2 separate regions of the Hordeum vulgare genome follow, and region 1 is linked to region 2. A link is a contact called in public Hi-C data. All regions are on one chromosome and are shown on one strand. The core of a region is the stretch at or near the end of the contact, and the rest is flanking DNA. Distances in the headings are between cores, read along the strand shown.

What was found. Hi-C and Micro-C count contacts between places; a contact is called where the count stands out from the background.
Region 1: a contact with region 2 is called in a Hi-C map of leaf, with 5 times the contacts expected there. The contact joins the promoter of LOC123417211 here to the enhancer-like site in region 2. A contact is called at or near these places in 3 of 6 Hi-C or Micro-C datasets (leaf and seedling) and 1 of 1 datasets of contacts at active chromatin or transcription factors (embryo).

The regions. Positions count from the first base shown.
Region 1 is chr1H:486,234,789-486,239,364 of MorexV3_pseudomolecules_assembly, reverse strand. LOC123417211 (pathogen-associated molecular patterns-induced protein A70-like) reads right to left here and starts at 2,376. Exons shown (of 1, transcript XM_045106888.1): 1 at 633-2,376. The coding sequence starts at 2,361. The coding sequence ends at 883.
Region 2 is chr1H:486,084,506-486,089,024 of MorexV3_pseudomolecules_assembly, reverse strand. No RefSeq gene overlaps it. Among protein-coding and RNA genes, the nearest start is that of LOC123417185, 130 kb to the right of the region's middle. Within about 2 kb of position 3,019, at least 1 of the 3 cell types and tissues checked has open chromatin away from gene starts, as enhancers often do. A contact at or near this core is called in leaf, where this site is marked.

The DNA.
Region 1 (4,576 bases), core at 1,127-3,626, 150 kb before region 2:
GGGCCGGCGACCGACGCCGTGTCCACGCCCTGGACCCATCGACTGCAGCCCGCACGAATGTTGGGATATGCTCTGCACTCGCCCATGTCAGCAGGAGAGGAACCAACTTTGTCACGTCGCGGCTTGGCAGTTTACACCGCTGGAGGGCGCGCGACCTGGACATGTGCGGCCAGCGATTAAAGACGACGACGACGACGACGACGACGGATTCATGATCGGAGTAGCAATAAACTTTGCTGCTAAGCACACAGAGAAAATGTGAGGATTTTCGATAAAGTGGAGAAGAGATATGGACCGTGGTGAATTCGAATCCGTTACTGCTTTCTACGATTGACCGACCAGTAGACGGATGGGTCCGAGAGGGAACCATCGCGTCGCGTTCGTGTGGGGTGAAATGCTGCGTACGGCCAACCACAGGCGACGCACGTACAGCGACATGGAAGCGTCGCTTGCACGGGCCATCCCGCCTGACAACTCAAATCCTAAACTCGCTCCCACAACTTAATCTTTCTTCCGTGGCCATGGAAGCTGACAGCAAAAGATCAAGCGAGCGAAGGCGAGAGAGATCGGGACGCACAAACCACCCCGCACCAGCAACGCACGTTCGGCAGCATCACCACTCACTGTTCATCTTCATCAACGCCTACTCAGCTACATGTTGCATGATGCCATTTGGAACACAACCGAGACAGATAGTAGACAGCGAGATCGAACAAAAAAAATGCTCGAGCAATTAACCGTTTAATCAGCGCCACAGTATTACTAGCACACACTCTAATCACAGGCAGGGAAATGTATGTAGTTAATAATCCGCTAATCAATCGCTAAGCATCGGCAGCACGGTGCAATCTTTCTTGTCTTCTCCGGCGGGCTGCTCTGCTACTAGGCGCCGCGGTTGAGCATCTCCTTGTAGTTGAGCAGCGAGTTGAGCCGCTGCAGCTGCAGCTGCTTCCGGAAGCTGTTGATGAAGTCGTCCGCCCGCGCGTCCACGCCGCCCTCCTCCACGGCCTCCTCCATCGGCGGCGGCGGCGGCGGCGGCAGCATCCTCGCCTCCGTGCTCGACTTGCCCATCTTCGCCGCCGGCTTCTTGCCCTTCTTGCTCTGCTCCCGCGCCGGCTCCGACCGGCTCCTGCCGTACTGCGTCGTCTGCGTCTTCTTCTCGTCTGCCGCCGCGACGGCGGACACGGCGTGGTCTTGCGAGGCGGCCAGCTCGGGGGCCAGGTCGCCGGAGCGGAAGCGGTAGAGGCTGAAGGAGCGGAGGCGCTCCAGGACGGACGGCGCGCGCGCGAGCGGCGCCGGCCTGTATGGAGGCACGTACTCCTCGCGGTAGTGCTGCTCCTCCTCCTCTGCCTGCTGCGGCGGCGGTGTCGCGAAGCTGTTGCTGTCGATGAACTCGTTGTCCGCCCTCGCGTGCTCCACGAGGTCGTCGTCGTCCTCCTCCAGCACGGCTGCCTGGACCACCCGAGCCGCCGGCGCCGGGGTCACCTCGGCCCTCCTCGCCTCGGAGCTCGACCTCTTCATCCTGGACGGCGGCGCCCGCCTCGCCTCCTCCCGCGCCGGGGGCTCCGACCGGCTCCTGGCGTGGTGAGCATCTCCGACCGTCGGCGCCGGTTCAGGAGAGACCGTCACGTCCCGCGAGTCGGCCCCAGCACCGTACTCGGGCGGGAAGTCGCCCGAGCGGAAGCGGTATAGGCCGATGGAGCGGAGGCGGTCGAGCACCGACGAGGTGCGCGCGAGCGGCGCCGGCGGCGGGGGCACGTACTGCTGCTGCTGTTGCTGCTGGTCGCGGTAGTACAGATCCTCCTGATGCTGCTGCTGCTGCGGCTCCACGTGTTGGAACCGTTGTTGTTCTTGCTGGTGGTGGTCGTGGCGGCGCGCGTCGTCGGCGTCGTGGCCGCCCTGGCGGCGGCGCTGGTGGGAGCGGGAGGTGAGCAGGATGGTGCCGATGACGAGGTTGACGGTGAGGAAGAGCGTGGCCGGCGTGAAGAAGCCCCGCACGGCCTCCCACGCGCCGAGCGCCGCGGCCGCCGCGCCGTCCATGTGCACCGGCTGGCAGGGAGGGAGGGAGGAGGGCGCGCGGTTGGAGAGCAGGATGTGGGGATCGAGGGGGAGGTGGTGGCCGGGGTGGATTGGCGCTGGATGATGGGGTTGGGTTGCGGGGAGTCCTACAACTAGAAGCGGTGGTGGTGGGCAAGCGATTAAATGGTAGTATGGTGGTGGTGGCTGGGGATCGGGGCGCTGACTTGGCGGGTGGAAAACGTGGGAATCCAAGTGCCGAGTGCCGACCCGCCGGGATCGCGGGCGGACTGGCCGCCCCCCTGCCTGCATGGCATCTGTGGGCGGGCCACACGGACGCGGCATCTCACTCACGCTCCGCACGCAATTGCCGGCAGATTTCGCTGCCGTCGTGTGCATGCAGCCAAGCCAAGTTTTCCTCCACCCACCGGCCGGCTCCCGACTCATGAGAGCTAACTCCAACCAACCACGCGACCCATTTCGTCGACCCGTATTCGTTCAGATCGTCGCGAACGGAAAACACAAACCAACACGTCGATTAAATAGACGCATCTACGCTTTTCATTCATTTTGTGTCTACTCCAAGTTTAAAATTGAAATGAATTTGCGTCCACGCGTACAAAAGACGTACACGCGACGCCCGCCCTTCTCCTCCCCCTCACCCTCTCGTCGGTGGCACAGAGCCATCATTTCCACCAAAAATTTCTCGCCCACCTCTCCCCGCGCGCCCTGGACGACGACGCGCCGACCCTCGACGCCGGGAGCCGCGGCAAGCGAAAAGGTCCGGCGCCGGCCAAGAAGAAGAAGGTCCTCACGCCCGAGGAGCGCGTCGGACAATCGTTGAGGAGGAAGAGCCGCCGGCATCTGCAAAAAGCCAGGAACGAGGTCGCGGCCGCGTCATCCCTCACCGTCGCCTTGGAGGAAGAGGCCAACATCATGAAGAACAGTCAGCTCGTCCGCGACGCTACGAAGCAAACCCTGCTGATGCTAGGGTTAAACCCAAGCAGCACGGGCTTGTTGCTGCCATTGCGGCCACGTCTAGCACCGGCTCGTAGCCCCTTCGTCACCAACTTCCGGACTCGCTGCGCATGTCCTCCACGCCGGCGACGCACGGCTTTCAGCGGCGCCACCCGCAGACCTCCTGTCCTGTCCTACACTACAGGCTCCGGTTCACCCTAGATGAGCGTGATCGCACCTGGCACTCCAGCACCCGCGGGCATCGACCTCAATGTTGTGCTTGTGGGCGGTGGATTGTCCTCCGGGGGTGCGTGAAAACGGCCTCGTGAGCTCGCCGCCGACGCCATGGAGAACGCCCGCGACCTGTTCGACGGAATGCCGACTGCGAAAGACGAGGCCAACCGCGTGCTCATGGAGGGCCTCATCTTCAAAGGTGGTGGCCGTGGCATCCCTTACGATCCCGATGAGATGCAAAGCCAAGATGGCATGGTGTACTCGTTTGGTGAAGGCATTCCCGACCCCTTATGGAGGACCAACTCGGCTTGGGCAACTCTTTTCCGCTTGATCACAAGTTCTCGAAAGACTATGGCCTTTAATGAAGAGGATGATGAAGTGGACATTGATAGAGAGCCTTTGTTCGATGAGCTCCCCGCCCAAGCCAATGCCAAGAATAACAAGCTGAAGAGCAAGCGGACCAAAGCATACACACAAAATGAGGATAAACTTCTTTGTGACTGTTGGAGAGACATTGGTCAAGACCCCAAGATAGGTTCCGAGCAAAAGGCTTCGACATTTTGGCAAATAGTGCATCACGAGTTCCACGAGCACAAGAAGGTTAAACCATACCGAATGAAGAGCAAGCGTGGGTGGGTCTCTCTCGACAAGCGTTGGAGGATGATACAACAAAAGTTCAACAAGTTTTGTTCCACTATTAACTCTTAAGAGCATCGAGGCCTGTCCCGTGAGCGGCATCGACATGAAAGACATAGTAAGCCGACATGCTTTTTTATATTGATTGTCCTGTATCTTGCCTACTTTGGTATGTTGACATGCTTGCTCATTTGTAGGTCTTCCAAGCTTTGAAAGCATTGAAGGTCCACTATAAGGCAAGTCTTTCACCTCACTCCTTGTTGGATGATCATCAATGAAGAAGAAAAGTTCAAAGCACAATATGCTGTCGTCAAGGCGCGTGGAGGAAAGGAAGCCCTTGAAGAGCATGGTGAGGGTCGGAAGTCGCGGTCGCGTGGGTAGACCAACTTCAAGAAAAAGGACATGCGTGAGGCGACGTCCCTTGTCTTGCAAGCTACTTTGCAAGGCATGATCGCGAACAAAGACTCAAGGAAGAAGAAGCATCGACAAGATAAGGATGAGCAAATTAGGGCTTTCATGAAGATACAAAACAAGAAGCTCGCGTTAGAGACGGAAAAGCAAGCGAAGATGCTAGAGATCAAGGCCATTAAAGCAGCCACCAAAGTAAGAGAAGTCCGGCTAGCTTGCATGATGAAGGGGGTCGAGATCATGAAGGCCGATTTGAGCACGGTCTCTCAAAGGAAACAGTCTTGATTCGAAAGATGAAGGCCGGCATGTTCAACCACAAAGAAGA
Region 2 (4,519 bases), core at 1,770-4,269:
AAACATTTCTATCATCTACCATTCCTAAACTAGAAGAACTTAAGCAGCAAAGATTCAAAAAAGTAAGTGAGAATTTCGTTTTCCCACATGTACAATTAACTAGCTGGTAGTATGACCATTCTTACTATGGCATGCATTTGAGTTTGCCTTTTTCTGCCAAATAACAGTATCTCCCTTCTCATTAATTTGATCCTAGCAAAGCATTTTAGCAAGCTTTCAATTCTACTTTGTTCTTTCGCTGAATCTTGTTTGAATATTTCCCATGTTTGGTAATTTATCTTCCAATTTATGGGAGGGCCAGATAACATCCAATAACCTGATCCATTTCCATCATGATACATTCCATCTGTAGGAAGCAAAAAACTATAGCTCATGAAAGTAATCCAGTTGACCCGGATATTGCAATATTTATTCATGGTTGACGGTACTTGGGTTCCAGGAGGATTAAACAGCGTGAGCAAATGGATTTTTGGTGCATACAGAGCTTTACAGTTCAAATCACTTAAATTATAGCAAGAACATCTCGTTCCAACTTAAACAGCTTCTCTAATGAGCGGCAATTTGCCACATTTTCTAAGACAGGAAAACTATTCCACCACTCAGACAGCCGTAACCAACTGCCCCGTCACTCTCTCCCTTTCGTCTCCCCAGAAGTCAGAAAATCTGCACCGGCTCACACCCCCACAACGTCGCGTGTTTTGTCTGTGTTTGGAGTGCGTGGAGTTTGGCCCGGTAGTTTTCTCCGATTGTTTTAGCATCATCCTTTTGGAGGTGGAAGGAGGGAAGGGTAAAGAAAATGATAATCGCTGTTAATGGCTCATACACTTGTACGTTTGCACTTGACAACTTAGTAGAGTTTCAAACATTTTGGTTCATTTGCTTCTTTAGTTGGGATAGTCTTATGTCTCTTCTCATTGCTGGAAGTGTGTGATGTACTTTTTGGGGCTATATTTAGTGATGTAATTGTAATCTCAAGACATGGATGGGCGTATACCTGGAAGTTAGTGGGATGTTCTCGCCGGGCAGTAAATTGGGAGTGTGGTTAATAGGAAATTTTGAATCTGGCAATTAAACTTTCCAGCCATACCCGTAACATTTGTATCTCACTACTTGTTTCGCATCTCCATTGCTGTACCAATTTATTGTACTTTGGGAATTGTATTTCATTGGTGTGACCTACACTAAGAAATGCTTATTGCTGAAATTGTGAGAACTGATACATATTGTACTTTTGGAATTGTAGCTTCAAGAATTACAAGGAAGATTGATTGATCTGTGGGACAGTTTGGGAGTTACTATCCTAAAACAGAAGCCTTACTCCTTTATGATGCGAAATTGCACTGCAACACTAGATGAGGTGGTTGAAGCAAAAGCGTTATCGCCTGAAATACTGCAGAAGGTTAGTACCACCTCACAAAACCTATTTTCTTTGGTCTACAAAATTCCGTGATGGCAAATTAGTACTTCTCAAGGTATGGTATCAGCAATCGCTGTTTATCATGTGGCACATATGGCTTCTAACATACCGTTGGCACTCTCGTTACGCTGAATACTTGTCATCTTTGCACAAAAAACCTCCTTTGAAAATATAGCTTCACCCACCTGTGTCTGATGTTGTACAGCGGAGTCGTGTATGGTAGAGTTTTCAGGTTGTATTTATCTAGAAGAATCATCCATGCAGCCTCAATCTTGTCTGCTTTAAGCATATATGGTTTACTGGAATTCTGCATGGAATATAACATTTGAACTTCGGTGTAGGTTGAGTTTGAGGTAGCGAGGCTGGAATTGCTCTTGAAGAAGTCAGTTGCAGACAAAACAAGATATGTCTGTACACAGGCTGAGATGATATATAATGATGGAAAGGCTCCAAAATATGAAGGTAAATTGCTAGAATATGAAAACCTGGGTGGAGGATTGACGTGTTTAGTAGTACTATTAATCATGATTTATAAACCCAAAGATTCATATTTTTCATGCGATTCCATAGATTCACTGTTTGTGTTGTGCGAACAAAGCACTGTCTTACTTATAACCAAGTCTCCAGCTCAAACACACACACACACAAAATATTAGCATCACTACGGTGTAGATCCGACTGAAACTACACACCCTTATCAGGCAAGCTTGCCTGTAGACACTGTTGATGCTCAACTCAGTCGTGGTATGGGATAGGTTTCTAAGTATAACCACCTTAGCATGTGCTGGCGTGCAAGTCTGTAAAAACTTTAGAAAGTACTCCGTAACTCCTTTGTGCATGCCTACAACCAGTTTGCATAAATGCTGAATTAGCACTGTTTTATGCAGAGCCAGCAGATGTACCTCATTTTACAGAGAAAGTGTGCACCTGGGAACAAGAGCATGGAAAAAAGTTTCTCTACAATGGCCATCGCTTGAAGGGGAGACTGCAGAGTGAAGCAGAGGGCCGTCGAAATTTGACTGCTGGGACTTCCCTTGCGGCAGGTATTTGAGTTACTCCTATACCTAACGCTTCAGTTATCAGAGTTATCTTTTCTCATGTATTTTGGGCTGAAAGGTGCTGCCGCTGCTGAGGCTTCGTGGGATTCGTGGAGTGGAAGCTCTGCTTCCGATCATAGTAGCAAGGACCCAAACTTCTGTCCATCCGATGATTCGGAAGAAGTCGAGTCTCGCGCTTGAATCTGCCCACCGTCAACCATGTCTGAAGTTGCTGTGAACTCTTGTTCTGTTCATATACGAAACTACATGTAAGATAGAAGAGCAAAGCGCGGCGTTGACAAACCTGTTACTGAGAAAAATAGAGGCTGTGGAGACCAAAAGATGACCTTAAACTGTAGGTACCAAAAGATGACCTTAAACAACACAATAGTTACCTTTACTCTGTTGGTCTTTTTGTGTGTGTGTGTGTGTGTCCTTAGTGGAGTGTCTTTGGGCGTGCGAAATAAAACAAGGGCCTGTTTGCTGTGCTAAGAATGGAGAGGTAGACCAATAATGGTAGTACAGCGACGCGGTGCGTGAGCAGTCATGGATGACAGAAAAAAATACTGACGCCCACACGCAAGAAGAACAGAGGAAATACGGGGATGGTCCCGTATGACGGGTGGACGGAGAACGGCACTTCCGTGATGCCCGCCGTGATAATGTTCGGTCCGTGGATGTTCACGGGAGTTCCATGTACCGTCTTTGGCGGACGGCCTCTGAGGTAAAAAGAGAAGGAAAGTAGGGCGCGTTCGGACTCGCTCCGCAATTCCGTGCTGCAGCGGAGTGGCATAAATCAGGAGCTGCTAAAAGCTCTGCGGAGAGCCGCCGAACAGGCGCTAAATAACTATCAGACCGGCTCGACGGTGAGCTGCTTCTCTAGTCTCGATGCGCGGGCGGAGGCAGTAGGCGATGGATTCAGAGTTATTATCAGATACGGTCGGTATTGATACACTTGTTTTCCTCGCGTAAATTACATTTTTGTTGCCCCCATGATCTTGTCCATCCAGTTGGTACTTGATGGTTCCCCCCCAGGGCAGTACAAATCATCACCCCGCGCAAAACAACCATGAAACCAAATAGGAAAAACTGGACGGAACAGGTAGGCAACTGAAAGTAGTTTATTTTAGCCAGAAACACACATGCGTTCAAATTAGTCATACCAAAGCCACGCGTTTTGAACACACACAACAGTTTCATTACTGACCTGACGAAGTCTTTTGCAAGGGAATGGCACACACAGCGATTTCATTACTGACCTGACAAAGTCTTCTGCAAGGGAATCACACACACTCATACGTACGGTACGTACGTAGGATCAGGAAGTGATCCGAGATGATCTCTTTCAACTGTTTTCATCCTTTCAGCTTTGCAAACCAAAAGGATGAGGGTAATAGCACTCACTCTCGGATGGAGCGTATAGGCACGGTGGGCCGTGGCCCACCTAGAATTTGATTTTTTTAACATGTAGTACTAATTTAGCCCAAAAAACTGTCCAAGGCCCAGCCGACACTGCCCATCTAGGGTTCTCGTCTCTGCCTCGTCTCGTCTCTACCTCCCGCGCCCCCTTCCCCCCAGCAGCAGTCCCCAGCCGCCACAGCTCCGGCGACTCTTGCCGCTCCTCTCCCCTCTCACCTCTACTGGTCTCCTCCTCGCGCTGCTCCCCTCCTCTCGCCGCTCGCCCCGCTAAGCCGCCGTCGCTCTTCACGTGCAATGACTTTTGCCTTGGAGTGGTGAGTGGATAAGAATACGTGCAATGACTTTTGCCTTGGAGTCATATGACTTTGTTTTCAATCTTCATGTGATGCTCGTCATTCTTGGCCACACTAATGAATTGTCTCAATCATTGCAAAAGAGAGATCAAGATATTGTTAATGCAATGGCATTTGTTAATTTGGTAAAGAATAAAATGCGACATATGAGGTCGCATGGTTGGAAAGAATTTCTTACAAAAGTGACTGATGGGGTTGTACGTTAGGGGTAGGCCTACGGACGTGCTTCCCTATGCCTACCTAGGACCTCTTACGGACATCAGTGTCCTTAAAGTCATCGGAGCAGCCTCGAC